Regions from separate parts of the Ctenopharyngodon idella genome. Here region 1 is linked to region 2. The links are chromatin contacts, called in public Hi-C maps. All regions are on one chromosome and are shown on one strand. The core of a region is the stretch at or near the end of the contact, and the rest is flanking DNA. Distances in the headings are between cores, read along the strand shown.

What was found. Hi-C and Micro-C count contacts between places; a contact is called where the count stands out from the background.
Region 1: a contact with region 2 is called in a Hi-C map of muscle, with 5 times the contacts expected there. The contact joins the promoter of ist1 here to the promoter of enosf1 in region 2. A contact is called at or near these places in 2 of 2 Hi-C or Micro-C datasets (both in muscle).

What each region holds. Positions count from the first base shown.
Region 1 is chr7:46,974,926-46,981,657 of HZGC01, reverse strand. It overlaps ist1 (IST1 factor associated with ESCRT-III), which reads left to right and starts at 3,711. Exons shown (of 10, transcript XM_051901131.1): 1 at 3,711-3,854; 2 at 4,610-4,706; 3 at 4,794-4,974. The coding sequence starts at 3,783. It overlaps slc22a31 (solute carrier family 22 member 31), which reads left to right. Exons shown (of 10, transcript XM_051901123.1): 10 at 131-1,339. The coding sequence ends at 563.
Region 2 is chr7:46,799,048-46,805,440 of HZGC01, reverse strand. enosf1 (enolase superfamily member 1) reads left to right here and starts at 2,273. Exons shown (of 15, transcript XM_051900982.1): 1 at 2,273-2,448; 2 at 2,559-2,667; 3 at 4,577-4,692; 4 at 4,767-4,853; 5 at 4,958-4,984; 6 at 5,073-5,145; 7 at 5,253-5,291; 8 at 5,970-6,052; 9 at 6,131-6,253. The coding sequence starts at 2,365. It overlaps scamp2l (secretory carrier membrane protein 2, like), which reads left to right. Exons shown (of 9, transcript XM_051901341.1): 9 at 1-112.

The DNA.
Region 1 (6,732 bases), core at 2,462-4,961, 170 kb before region 2:
CATTTTGATGTCTCCTATCATGACCCCTTCAAAATGAAAGAGAAAACCCTATATCACTTGAGCATTAACCCATAGTAGACCAATAGTAGACCGATTGTTATTTGTGTTTTTAACTGTGTGTCTCCCTCAGTGGCGGGACTCTGGGTCTGATCATGGCCGCCGGCTGCGTGGGAATGGCTGCGTCGTCTCTGATGGAGCTGCAGAATAACGGAGGCTATTTCCTGCATCACGTGGTCTTCGCCTCCTTCGCTGTTCTCTCCGTCCTGTGCATCATGCTGCTGCCAGAGAGCAAACACAAACCGCTGCCGGACTCACTGAAAGACGGAGAGCGACAGCGGCGTCCTCCTCTCTTCCTCTCCCGCGTGAACCGGGACAACCCACCCCTGCTGCGCACACAACCTCACAGCTCCGAGTACAACCGGGATAACTATTCCCGTCTCGTCAGCGCCACCAAAAAGATGCTCGCCAAAGATGCCATGCCGTTCAAGGTCTCCATTTCGCCACAAGCACCCCTACTGGCCAGTAACGGCACTGCTCCAGACGCCCAGGAGGACTCGTCCTAGCATTTCACTGAGGCAGTTTTAGACACGGGTCCTCATCTCATAGCATGGCCACTTTGGTCACTGCGTCTTTTCCCAGGGAAGACGTCATCTTTGTGCAAAAATGTTGCAGTGTTCAGTTTTTTGTGACTTTATACTATGTATTTTGTTTTGGGGAACCCAAACTCTATGCACAGATGTTGCTGGGAGACTCTGTCCATAGTTTACATGCTTAAACATCATGTCTGTCCTCCTCGTTTAAATGAAGTTTAAGCTTTAGAAATGTACCTACTAATAGTCACTTGAGACCCATCGCCTGTCCACTTAGCTGATGCATCTCATGCCTCTCGTTAGTCTAGTCTTGTGACTAAAACTATCCGCATAAAAACTTCCTTAACCTCACTGACTGGTGATTCGCTGAGGGGTGCTGAAACCTCCGCTCAGTATCATAGTTTATTCCCTCCGGATGGAACGATTAGCACTCAATGATGTCAGAATCACTAGAAGAAGTTCAGAATGTTGGAATGTGAAAGTGTTTGATGATTTGATTTTGTGGAACCGTAACTCGTCTCATTTGTTTCTTACATGGAGTTTTGTCGCATCACATTCCTGTCTATCTACGGTTTCATCTCAGTGTCATGATGTTGTTTCTTTGTTTTCTCCATGTGTCAAGCAGAAGTACAACAGAACCGAGCCTGGCAAAGCAAGGGAACTGTTTTTGTCACTGTTTTTTTTTTATTATTATTATTTCTATGACCTATTTGAAATGGAAATAAACTGTTTATTGTACCAATCTGAAACAGTACTCCTTGTACTTTTGATCCTGAATCCAGTATGTCAATCAGAGCCATTGGACAAATGTTGTCGACAGCCAGTGATGTCTGATTGATGAATGAATCATTTTTGTTGACTTATAAGTGGAAAAGTCTAAAGAAAGTGTAAAAATCGTCAAATAAATAAATAAAATAATAATAATAAACTAAAAAAAAATTTTTAATTAATTAAATTAACCCTCATGTACTGTTGCGGGTCATTTTGACCAGTTTTGACATTGAGTTTTTGGAAACATCAGTTGTTTTTTAATTTTGTGACTTTTTCTCATTTAGGGTCATGAACATGCATGCAAAGTTTCAACACGCTGATGTGTTTTGACATACACGCTATTATGGTTATGTTCGTGATGTTCGCGGGTCAATTTGACCCACATATTTTAATGTTTTAAGGCAACTGTACAAACTCAAAACAATAACATTTTTTTCTTATATTTTGTTATTTTAGTTCTTTACTACCCTATGAAGCTAAAGGAGATTTCCACCACTTATTTCAATACAAAAAAATATTTTGTCAGCCACAAATGGTAAAAATTAGCTACCATTACTTTTAACCTACATTGTTTTTCTTGAAATTTTGTGACTTTTTCTCATTTAGGGTCATGAACATGCATTTCAACATGCTGATGTGTTGTGAAATGTGCATACAGAAATTGTATACGTTCGTACTGTTCGTGGGTCAGTTTGGCCCGTATAGACAGCTGTTCAAAATCAACTACAGACACAAAATACAAAACACTTCTGTGTTGTATGTCTGAACTCCTCAGCTCTAGTCCTGAAGTGCCAGTGTCTTACTGAGTTTAACAACCTTTTATTTTCAAAGTTTGTGAAAATATAAAGTTGTTTTACCTGTTTACTGTCTGTCCCACTTTTTGAGCATAAATATGAAAATGACTTTTCTAACTTAAATTGTTAAAAATCTTGATCAGACTGAAGTTTGGTATCTTTGTAAAGGCAACACTTCACAGATTATTGTAGAAGTAACAAAAGTTGTAAAAGTAAAGTTTAAAAAAAAGGTTTATGAAAATTTAAAATATATAAAATATATATTTTACAAAACTCTAAAACTTCAAGAAAATCATAATAATCGTTAAATATCTGAACAAGTTCTGTGCTGAATTTTAGGTTATCTCAAAAAAACAAAACAACTTTCAGTAAGATGTTTTGTGCGCAGTACCAAACTTCTCCACTAGATGACATCCAGACTCCACCGGTGACCATATAAGGACTCTTCAGTTTCCATTTATGGTTTGAGTGATCTGAACCATATTTTTCCATACTTTTCAAAATATATATGAAGTAGACTTCCTATTCAGAAGTAGTTTTGGCAGTAATGTTAATATCTGATTTGAATTCAATCCCTAAAACACACAAAAAACATACAGAAAGAATCAGTGCGTGTCTTATAGTTTGGCACCACATCACAAATGAAGAATCTATCGCTATTTATCTATTGCTCTGTCATTTCTTTTGAGAATCAGTCACCAAATATGAAAACTAGAGTCAGAAAGCTTTCAAACGATATATAGTTTGTCAAGATTACTTTAGGTTTAGACTAAGATATTATTGCTATTAATGTACAGGTGCGGGGAGGAGCGGTCTTGAAAATAAATCATAAATTCAGATATTTATTCTTTGTAGTGTGTGAATAAAGTATTGATATTAAAAGTTAATCATGATTGTGTGTGTTTTTTCATAGTGTGATTTTTGGGGAATTGTATTGAATCCAATCAGGGTGAATTTGACCCGGACCATACAGGCTGTAACCAGAAATCATGAGGGTTAAAGATCATGAGGGCTTTTGAATTAAAAAAAATAATAATGATGTAAATCAATTATAACAAACACTGAAATATTTCATTAAAAAAAAAAAAAAGAACTGTCAGTTTTGATTTCATGACTGTAAATGACAGCTGCTCTTCTCACTTTCTCCAAAAGATGGCAGTCGTGAGAGAGAAAGAGAGGCGTCCATGTTACACCTCTCTACTAGTTTAATAGATAAGCAAATTAACAGATAAGGCCTGAAAGAACATATTTTCACTGAGCCAATCATATTACAGTAACAGGATTAGGTAGGTACTATTATGTCATGGTACATTAGAATATTTGCAGGAACAATGATACAGATAAAAAGTATGTATGTATGTATGAATAATACATAATGACTTTACAACCCTACAGTATAAAATGTTTTCAGTCAGGCATTATTTGGCCTATTTTGGAGTAGAGACCAGTAAAGCGTTTCTTGCCAACCTGACAGTCTACCTAGTCATGTAACATCATAAACATGACATAATTAAAAACTGTGATTTGTCCACCCTAGTAACGGGGTTTCCCCATCATAAGCGATTTTCCACTGGCGACCACGTGACGTGTAGCGTCATGAATGAAGTCACGTCCGATGCGGAAGTGAATGCTAACAGATCTGTTCGTCAATCGTTCAACGAAACCGAGCTATTGCCAGCGTCTGAAGAGGAATTCACATGTAAATATGGCTTTTGTTATATCTTATGTGCCGTTTATTAGGCATTTATGATGATTTGTTAATGTGTCTGTTGGTTTTGTTTACCGGATTAGCTCATCTAGCCGCTATTCGAGACTCTTCCTGGTTTGAACAGTCAGATTTCTAACAACTCGAAAACGGTTTTAAATAATATTTATGCCTTTTAAAGTAATCAATATAGATGCCTCAGATCGATCCATGTAAATATTAACAAGTGACTGTTTGACAGATAGACCATCGCTCTGTTTTATCGCACTTTATAATCTTGTTTTGGCTGACTGTTGTGACTCATACTAACAGAGTTAGCTGTCGGGATATGTAAGGGAATCGAATTAACAAATAAGCCGGTATTTTTTAAACAGATAAGCGTGTAACCAACAAAAAAGTGTTAGATTATTATCATATTTTTGGACATGTGCCTTGGTATTCTTTGTAGTACTCATTCAGTACAAAAGTACATGTAACGGATCCACGGTATTTTGATCGGATACCGTAGTACTATTAATGCTTTTTTGAACATAAGGGACTACTTTTATCTGAAATGATCAGGTTTCTAATAGCTAACTGTTGTCATGATATGGCAGTGATGGCACTCACCAAACAGGAGGCGTATCTAAAACACAGATCTTTTTGTATGACTGAGTAGCTTCAATAACAGTGAGAGACTGTTATGACCTTCAGTTTGAGTCCTTTCTGACGCTTTAACCTGATGTTTGGTTCTTGATATGTGTCCACAGAGCCCCATCATGCTTGGTGGAGGGTTCAAATCCGAGAGACTCCGTGTCAATCTCAGGCTGGTCATAAACCGCCTCAAACTTCTCGAGAAGAAGAAAAGTAAGTTTGGTCGTCTACAAGTTGCACATATTTTGAAGTTTTGGATGGGCTAAGTAGGTCTAATTGAATCTGTTTGATTTGAATTAGCTGAATTAGCCCAGAAGGCCCGCAAGGAAATTGCAGACTACTTGTCGGCGGGCAAAGATGAGCGTGCGAGAATCAGAGTCGAGCACATCATCAGGGAAGATTATTTGGTGGAGGCCATGGAGATCCTGGAGTTATACTGTGATTTGCTGCTCACCCGATTTGGCTTAATACAGTCCATGAAGTGAGTAACCTTTTGTTTTTTCTCGTTAAATGTGGCGTTATGCTCTTGGGCTGCATCCGAAATCACATACTCTTCAGTAGGTACTTATTTTAAATAAGTATTTACTTCACGATTGGGCTGCATGATTATGGATAAATTTACGTTTATTTTGTTTTAAATAGAGATCATGATTCTCCCATGATTCTGAATAGACAACTAAATTAAAATTTTACTAGATGTTCTGACAAATTTTTTTATTTTATTTTGTAAATTGGGTTGAATGAATGATTCAATGACTCGCTCATAAATAATTCACTTGTTTTATTGCTGGATGAATCAGCGTTTTTGAACGAATCTCTTGAATGAATGATTCAGTAGCTGGGTTTCCATCCAAACGTGAAGTGAATCTTTTCAAAGTTTGCAAAAAACAAATGCAAATTAGGTATGTTTCCATCAAGTTGTAAATAAAACGCCATCAGCGGAAACAGCCAGTTAGTCATGTGGGTTTAATGTTTGCTACATCGGAATTTATTCGGCTAATGCTTTTCCATCTCCCATTATTCACATTAACTCTTTTTCGCACAAGGTCAAAAACCACTTCAAGCAAGTGTAAAAACTTTTTTGCAAATTGTTTTTTTTTTTTCCTTCGAAATTTGGCGTTTCTATCACTCGTTTCTGATGTGATACTTCAAAATGCGCATAAAACAGAGTGATGGAAACATAGCCAGTGACAAATACATTCTTTAACAGTCACTTGTCGCCACCTACTGGTGTAACAATGTAATTGATACAGTCTTCATTTGAAGCGTCAAGTTGCTTTTAAAGGTGATTTAGAATCACAATTTTTTGGTTTCAAATAGAGATCATGATTCTCCCATGATTCTGAACAGACTACTAAACAAAATTTTACTAGTGGTTCTGATAATCTTTTTTTTGTGTAAATTGGGTTGAGTGAATGATTCAATGACTCACTCATAAATACTTGTTTCATTGCTGGATGAATCAGCGTTTTTGAACGAATCTCTTGAATGAATGATTCAGTAGCTGAGTTTCCATCCAAACGTGAAGCAAATCTTTTCAAAGTTCACAAAAAAACAAACAAATGCGAATTATGTGCGTTTCCATCAAGTTGTAAATAAACCACCATCAGCGGAAACAGCCGATTAGTCACGTGGGTTTAATGTTCGTTACATCAGAATTTATTTGGCAAATGCGTTTCTCATAATCTCTCATTAACTCTTTTTTGCACAAGTCAAAGACTACCTCAAGCGAGCGTAAAAACTTCTTAATGATGCAATAATTTCTGATGCGATACTTCAAAATGCGCATAAAACAGGGTGATAGAAACATAGCTAGTGACAAACACATTTTTTAACAGTCACTTGCCGCCACCTACTGGTGTAACAATGTAATTGATACAATCTTTATTTGAAGCGTCAAGTTGCTTTTAAAAGGTGATTTACTCTATTTTGATCGCTACCGTAGACATCAGTGTTTATATCTGAACTATAAACTTTTATCCAAGTTCTTCTCTGATAATTTGAATATTTGCAAGACAGAAATAATGATACTGTGTGGTTGAAAAGACTGTTTGTGAAGCTGTTTCATATCTATACACGACGACGGCTCACTGCCATTCACAAATCCTCTCTCATGGCCTCATGGGATAGTAAAGTGTCCATCATATGCACACTTCAGAATCTCCCCGGAAGTAGTAGGTTGTCCAGGTACTTTTGCCTACTCTTTTATGAGTACTGTGAACTTCTTTTGGCGCACACA
Region 2 (6,393 bases), core at 1,024-3,523:
AGTGTTCTTAATTACGAACAAAATATGTATATATTTATAAATTAAGCAATTTTATTTTACTGTGGTTGACTTGGGTTTTATGAGTTATTGTTGAATAAATGTATTCCGATTATGTTGTTCATTGCTGTTAGTCTGTTATTAAAGGGTTAGTTCACCCAAAAATGAAAATTTCTGTCATTAATTACTCACCCTCATGTCGTTCCACACCCGTAAGACCTTCATTCATCTTCAGAACACAAATTAAGATATTTTTGATGAAATCCAAGAGGTATATGACTCGTCCATAGTAAGCAATTTAACCACCACTTTCAAGGTCCAGAAAGGTACTAAAGACATCGTTAAAACAGTCGACGTGAATGCAGTGGTTCAACCTTAATGTTGTGAAGAGATGAGAATACTTTTTGTGTGAATAAACAAAACAAAAATAATGACTTTATTCAACAATTTCTTCTCTTCCATGTCAGTCTCTTATGCTGTTGACATTGTAAACACAGTGCAGCACTTCCAGGTTCTACGTCAGAACGCCGGCTCCTGCGTCAGCATCACACGCATACGTCGTGCTGGTCACGTGATCAGCTTTGGCCAATACCGAGCCGGCATTTGGACGTAGAACCTGGTAGTGCTGAACGTCAACAGCGTAGGAGAATGAGAAGAGATTGTTGAATAAAGTCGTTATTTTTGTTTTGTTTTTGTGCACAAAAAGTATTCCCGTCGCTTCATAACATTGTTGAACCACTGCAGTCACACTGACTGTTTTAACAACGTATTTAGTACCTTTCTGGACCTTGAAATTGGTCATTAAATTGCTGACTATTGAGGAGTCAGCTTGTATTTCATCAAAAATATCTTAATTTGTGTTCTGAAGATGAACGAAGGTCTTACAGGTGTAGAACGACATGAGGGTGAGTAATTAATGAATTTTCATTTTTGGGTGAACTAACCCTTTAAATATTATAAAGTGTGGTCTAAACGTATTTTGATAACTATAATATTGTTATATTTACTAATAATATTTACTAATTAATATTATATTTATTAGATACTTCATGTATCCAATATCAGTTAATGATGTCAGCAATATTTAATCACAAAGTCACTGATAAGTAGAAGGGAACTGTCTGAAGCAGGACTGACTCCAGAAAGAGCTGAAAGATCAAAATGCAAGTGTTTTGTTTAGTTTTATTTTTATGTAGTCTGTAGTTATATTTTCCCACTACACTGAATTAAATACCAATTCAGCGTTTGTGCAAATTAACATGTTCTTGAAGGATTTTTTAACGAGTACCGAATCATGATCATTAATAAAGGGAGAAGAATTTCAGTGGCTTATGTCAAGAAACATTTTCTTAATTAACCTATTCAGTGGTAGGTCTGTTTACCAGATAAAAGAGTTCAAGAAAAACTTTGATGTTGTTGAGAAAGCCTGGCAAAAAAAAGTTTAGTATTTTTTAAATTGCACATGATCGAGCTCTCTATAGATCGTTCATCCATCAAGTCACCATGGATTCGGGATCGAACCGAAGCCTCACAATCATCATCAGTTTTAAAATCTTGAAGTTTAAAGGCTTTAGGTTTAAAGTAGTTTTAAACCAATTTTGAAGGTATATCGATTGACTGGAGTTCGAACAGTCTTGGCTCGTTTAAACATTCCGTCAATGAAATGGGATTTTTCCGAGTTTTGTTTTAAAGCTCTAGGAGGAGTTAAGAGTCCGAAATTTTTGTCATAATAATATTAAAGAGATAATTTACCCAAAAATGAAATTCTGTCATCATTTACTGAAGTTGTTCCAAACCTGATGTTAACCAGAAAGTTGACTTCTATAGCAAAGTATTTTATTTCCTCCATACTATGGAAGTCAACTGTTACTGACATTCTTCAGAATATCTTATTTTGTGTTCAACTGAAGAAAGAAATTCATACAGGTTTGGAACAACTTGAGGGGTGAGTGAATGATAACAGAATTTAAATTTTTGGGTGAACTGTACCTTTAATAAATAGGCATAAATAAGTTTTTTTTTTTTTTTTATGGTTTGTTGGCTTTCTCACGCCAATATAAATATTCATCCTATTATAGGACTATTATTATTATTAACAGAACAGAATATAGCCTACAACAGTATTCAGCAATGTACCCTGTTATAGGACTCCAAACATGCACCACCAACAGTTTCGTTTCTGACGATCACATGATCACGTTTGTTGTCATTCGTGACGTTATTCCAAAACTTCCAATCACATTTCTACTACGGTCTGAAAATACTGTCAAAAGGCCAATCATATTTTTCTTGGGGCGGTGTGTTTGAAGTGTACACTATAGCAGCTCGTAACTACCGTGTCTAGGCAAAGTTTATAACTGAAACAAAATGCTGGGAGGCAAAATAATAAATGTGTCAGTGCGCGACGTGAGATTCCCGACGTCACTAGAACAACATGGATCGGACGCAATGGTTCGTTGCCTACGATTTACTTCTCTGTGGTGTTTATATCAATAGTTTCATTCGTTGCAGAAACAACAATGAATGCATTACAGTTGGCAATGAATGTGATTGATTCGCAGCACACCGATCCAGATTACTCTGTCGCATATGTTGTTCTTGAGACGGACACGGAAGCTGCACTGAAGGGTTATGGGTTGACTTTTACTGTGGGAAGAGGGACGGAAATCGGTGAGCTTCCCAAAATCCAACCATTATACAAATACTGAATGTCATATGACCATGGCGTGCGAGTGCAATGTCCCATTATTTGAGTAAAGATACAAGCCTGACACCTTCTGGTGAAAAGTGTCTTTTTTTTTTTTTTTACTCCTTCATAATGGGATCAAAGTGAATATTGTTTTTCCAATTCTCTTGGTAAACATAAGAGAAACCAGCTGTAAAAACAAATTCTTTGCTCGTTATCTTGATTTTTCATTCATAATCTGTGAATTATAGTGGTGTGGGGCTGTTTGTCTTGTCGGGATACATCATGGACTCCATCAAGTACCATATTAAACACCTGGCTGCCTCTGCTAGAAAGCTTTAACTTGGCAGTGGTTGGACAATGATCCAAAGTTCACCTGAAAATCAACACAAAAATGGTTAACTGACCAAAGAATGAAGATTTAGCCTTGCTTACCACAGTCCCCTTGATTAAATGCTATAGAAAACCTGTGCGATGAACTAAAGAGGAGAGTCCACAAGCATGGACTTCAGAATCTAAGGATCTGGAAAGATTTTGAATGCAGGAATGGATCTGTTGCCATGTGTTTTCCAACTTCATTACACATGAGGTCTTGGAGAGGACTTCAGGGCCTTTACATGACACCGCTTTCAACTAAAAACTAAAGAAAAATTTCATTTACAGGACAACGGCGTTAGGGGCCTGAAAACGCAAACTTTTGAAAGCGGGTTTTAAAGTGCGCGCTTTTGAAAACAATACCATTATCGTCTCAGTGTAAACTACAAAAACGTGAATTTGTGAAAACGGCAACATCATGCACATGCGTATTATGCGTTCAGTCTAAAGGCGTGTTGTGTTTCTTTACAAAGTAACATCGCCATCTACTGGTCTGGCAGCAGAATACAGTGTTTTTAGTCGTTTTCGCGGATCCGTGTGAGCGGAGATTGCCTGGATGTCGTCTGTATGCGAAAAATGCGAAGGAAAAACTTTTCCGTTTTTAGTACGTCGTTGTCGTGTAAATGTACCCTTAGATATGTTATCATGACAAAGGAAGATTGCACAAAGAATTAAATGAAGTGCCAGAAATTGTGGCACACATTTCTAGTAGGTTTATAAGAATATTTTTTGTCTAACAATTATTTTACCAATTTAATTAAAGGTTATATTTCTGTGAATATTTTTTGAATGATAGACCCGTTTTGCTCATATTTACCAAGAATGCCAATATTAGTGCTCTACTACGTCTGCATTATATTTGTCCATGCTATAGGCAATTAAAAATTCATGACTTACGTAATCAGATTACTTTTCTCAATTAACAAGTAATGACTTTCTTCTCCTGCATCCTATTCTCATGTGATCCAGAATGGCAGCACAGCTGAAAGGTTTGTTTGAGCGGCGCCCTCTACTGTACAGGGGTGAATTTGCCTGAAGCTTATTCATTTCACTTTTGGTGTGAAAGTGTCTTTAAATTTGAACAAAAACAGAACTTTTTGTTTTTTTGCTATTAAAAAACAAACAAACAAACAAGCCAAACCCAGGTGAGAAAATTAATGTAAAAGTAATGTAACGGATGACTCTTTTTTTTTTTTTTTAGGGAGTAACGCAATTCTGTAACATTACTTTTAATTGTAACTTTCCCCAACACTGCTGATCAGTTTATTAGTACCATACTTGTTTAGGAATAAGTATTCCCAGCTAAAACTGTTACATTGTGAGGAACTTCAGAAAGGGTAAAATCCTTAAAAAATGGTAAAATTATTTTTCTGCAAGAGCGTTTTATCTTATTGGTATCAATAAAATATCTGATTTTTGTAGTTTTCCCATTAGGATTCCAAACTATGAAAGAAATTGGATTTTTTGGACTAGGTTATACTAATCTAGACCAGTGTGTGTGTGCCTGTTTATCTCTAGTCGTATGCGCAGTTAAAGCCTTATCTACTTTGGTGGTCGGAAAGACTTTGGAGGAGATAACCGGTGACTTCAGAGGCTTCTACAGACTCCTGAGCAGTGATGGTCAAATGAGATGGGTGAGTATCAACTCTGAGTGCAGGTACTTCAAGACTTCTTGTACAGCTGAATGAACAGATGATCTCACTGACAGATTGGACCAGAAAAAGGAGTAATTCAACTGGCGACGGCGGCCATTCTGAATGCTGTCTGGGATTTATGGGCACGAGTGGAGGGAAAGGTGAGCAACACAAAAGATTCTTTTACATGTCGATAATTTGCATGAATGTTGTAAGAATTAATGCATATAGAAAATCATTAAAGGTCAAAATGAATGTTTTGCAGCCCTTGTGGAAGCTGCTTGTTGACATGGTGAGTATTCACTTAAATGATCACAATTTGAATGCAAAACAAAGCAATATGATGATGATGATGATATGATAATGAATCCTCTTCCTAGGATCCTGCGAAGTTGATCAGCTGTATTGATTTCAGATATATCACTGATGCTCTGACGGAGCAGGAGGCTTTAGGTGAGGTCATCAACAACTGTATCGCCTTTGTCATTCAATCAGCTATTGTTCATATAATGCATTACTCCTTATACTCCAGAATAACACTCCTTTTCTCTTTCTTTTAGATATTTTGGTAAAATCCAAAACGGGGCAGAAAACTAGAGGTGAGATCAGTTCATAAAGGTTATAAACAGTGTTTCATAAAGTGCCATTTAATACATACATGCACTATCAAAACTTCAAAAGTTTGGGGTCAGTAAGATTTGTTGTTGTTGTTGGAATAAATGATTAGTTTTATTCAGCAAGGATGCATGACATAGATCAAAGATGACAATAAAACTTTTAAATTGTTAAAATATATATATTTTTCAAATAAATGCTGTTCTTTTGCACTTTCTGTTCTTTAAAGAATCCTGGAAAAAAACTTTTAAGCAAATATAAGCAGCTGTTTTTACTGTCAGGAGCTGTAATTTCAGTGTGCGGACATCTTTGAACTTTAAAGTCGGGATGAAATGGAAGTTGTGATAGTCTTTTCCTCTCTACTGTGAAATATATCCTAGTGAAATGGCTTCTCAAACAAGAACAAATGTAGGGCGGGGCTTGATTTTGTCCGTGGGGAATTGATTGGATGGTTGTGGTTTGCTATTGGTGGATGTGAGTGACAGGTTGCCCTGCCCTAGTCATCAAGAGATGTCGCTGCAACAGGGAGGGGAAGGGGGTTGTTTTGATTCAAGATTGAGGCGCATGAATTATGATAAATCATTTATAATAAGCACTGTAATATTCCATAAAAAATTAAGAACTGTCACTCTTGATTTCATGGTGACTTTAAACCACTCCAGAGGAGCAGATGTTAAGGGAAGGCTATCCTGCCTACACCACTTCCTGTGCCTGGCTGGGCTACACTGATCAGCAACTTACCCAGGTTTGTCTGTTCTTCGGCTGTTCCTGTTTCTGTTATAACCATACGCTGACTTTAACAAAGATCCTTTGCTTTGAATAGCTCTGCTCTGATGCTCTTGCCCAAGGATGGACTAAATTTAAAGTGAAGGTCGGGGCTAATTTGCAGGATGACATTCATAGATGCAGCCTCATCCGAAAGTTGATTGGACCAGACAAAACCCTGGTGATTCAAAGTCAAATGTGTATACTTTGCAAAATAGTAGTTGGATATTTCAACCAGATCAGATTTTGAATATTAAGTTGGTCCAAACTATGAATAGAAGGCTGCATTTGGCAGGGAATTTTACAAGACATCTTATGTGT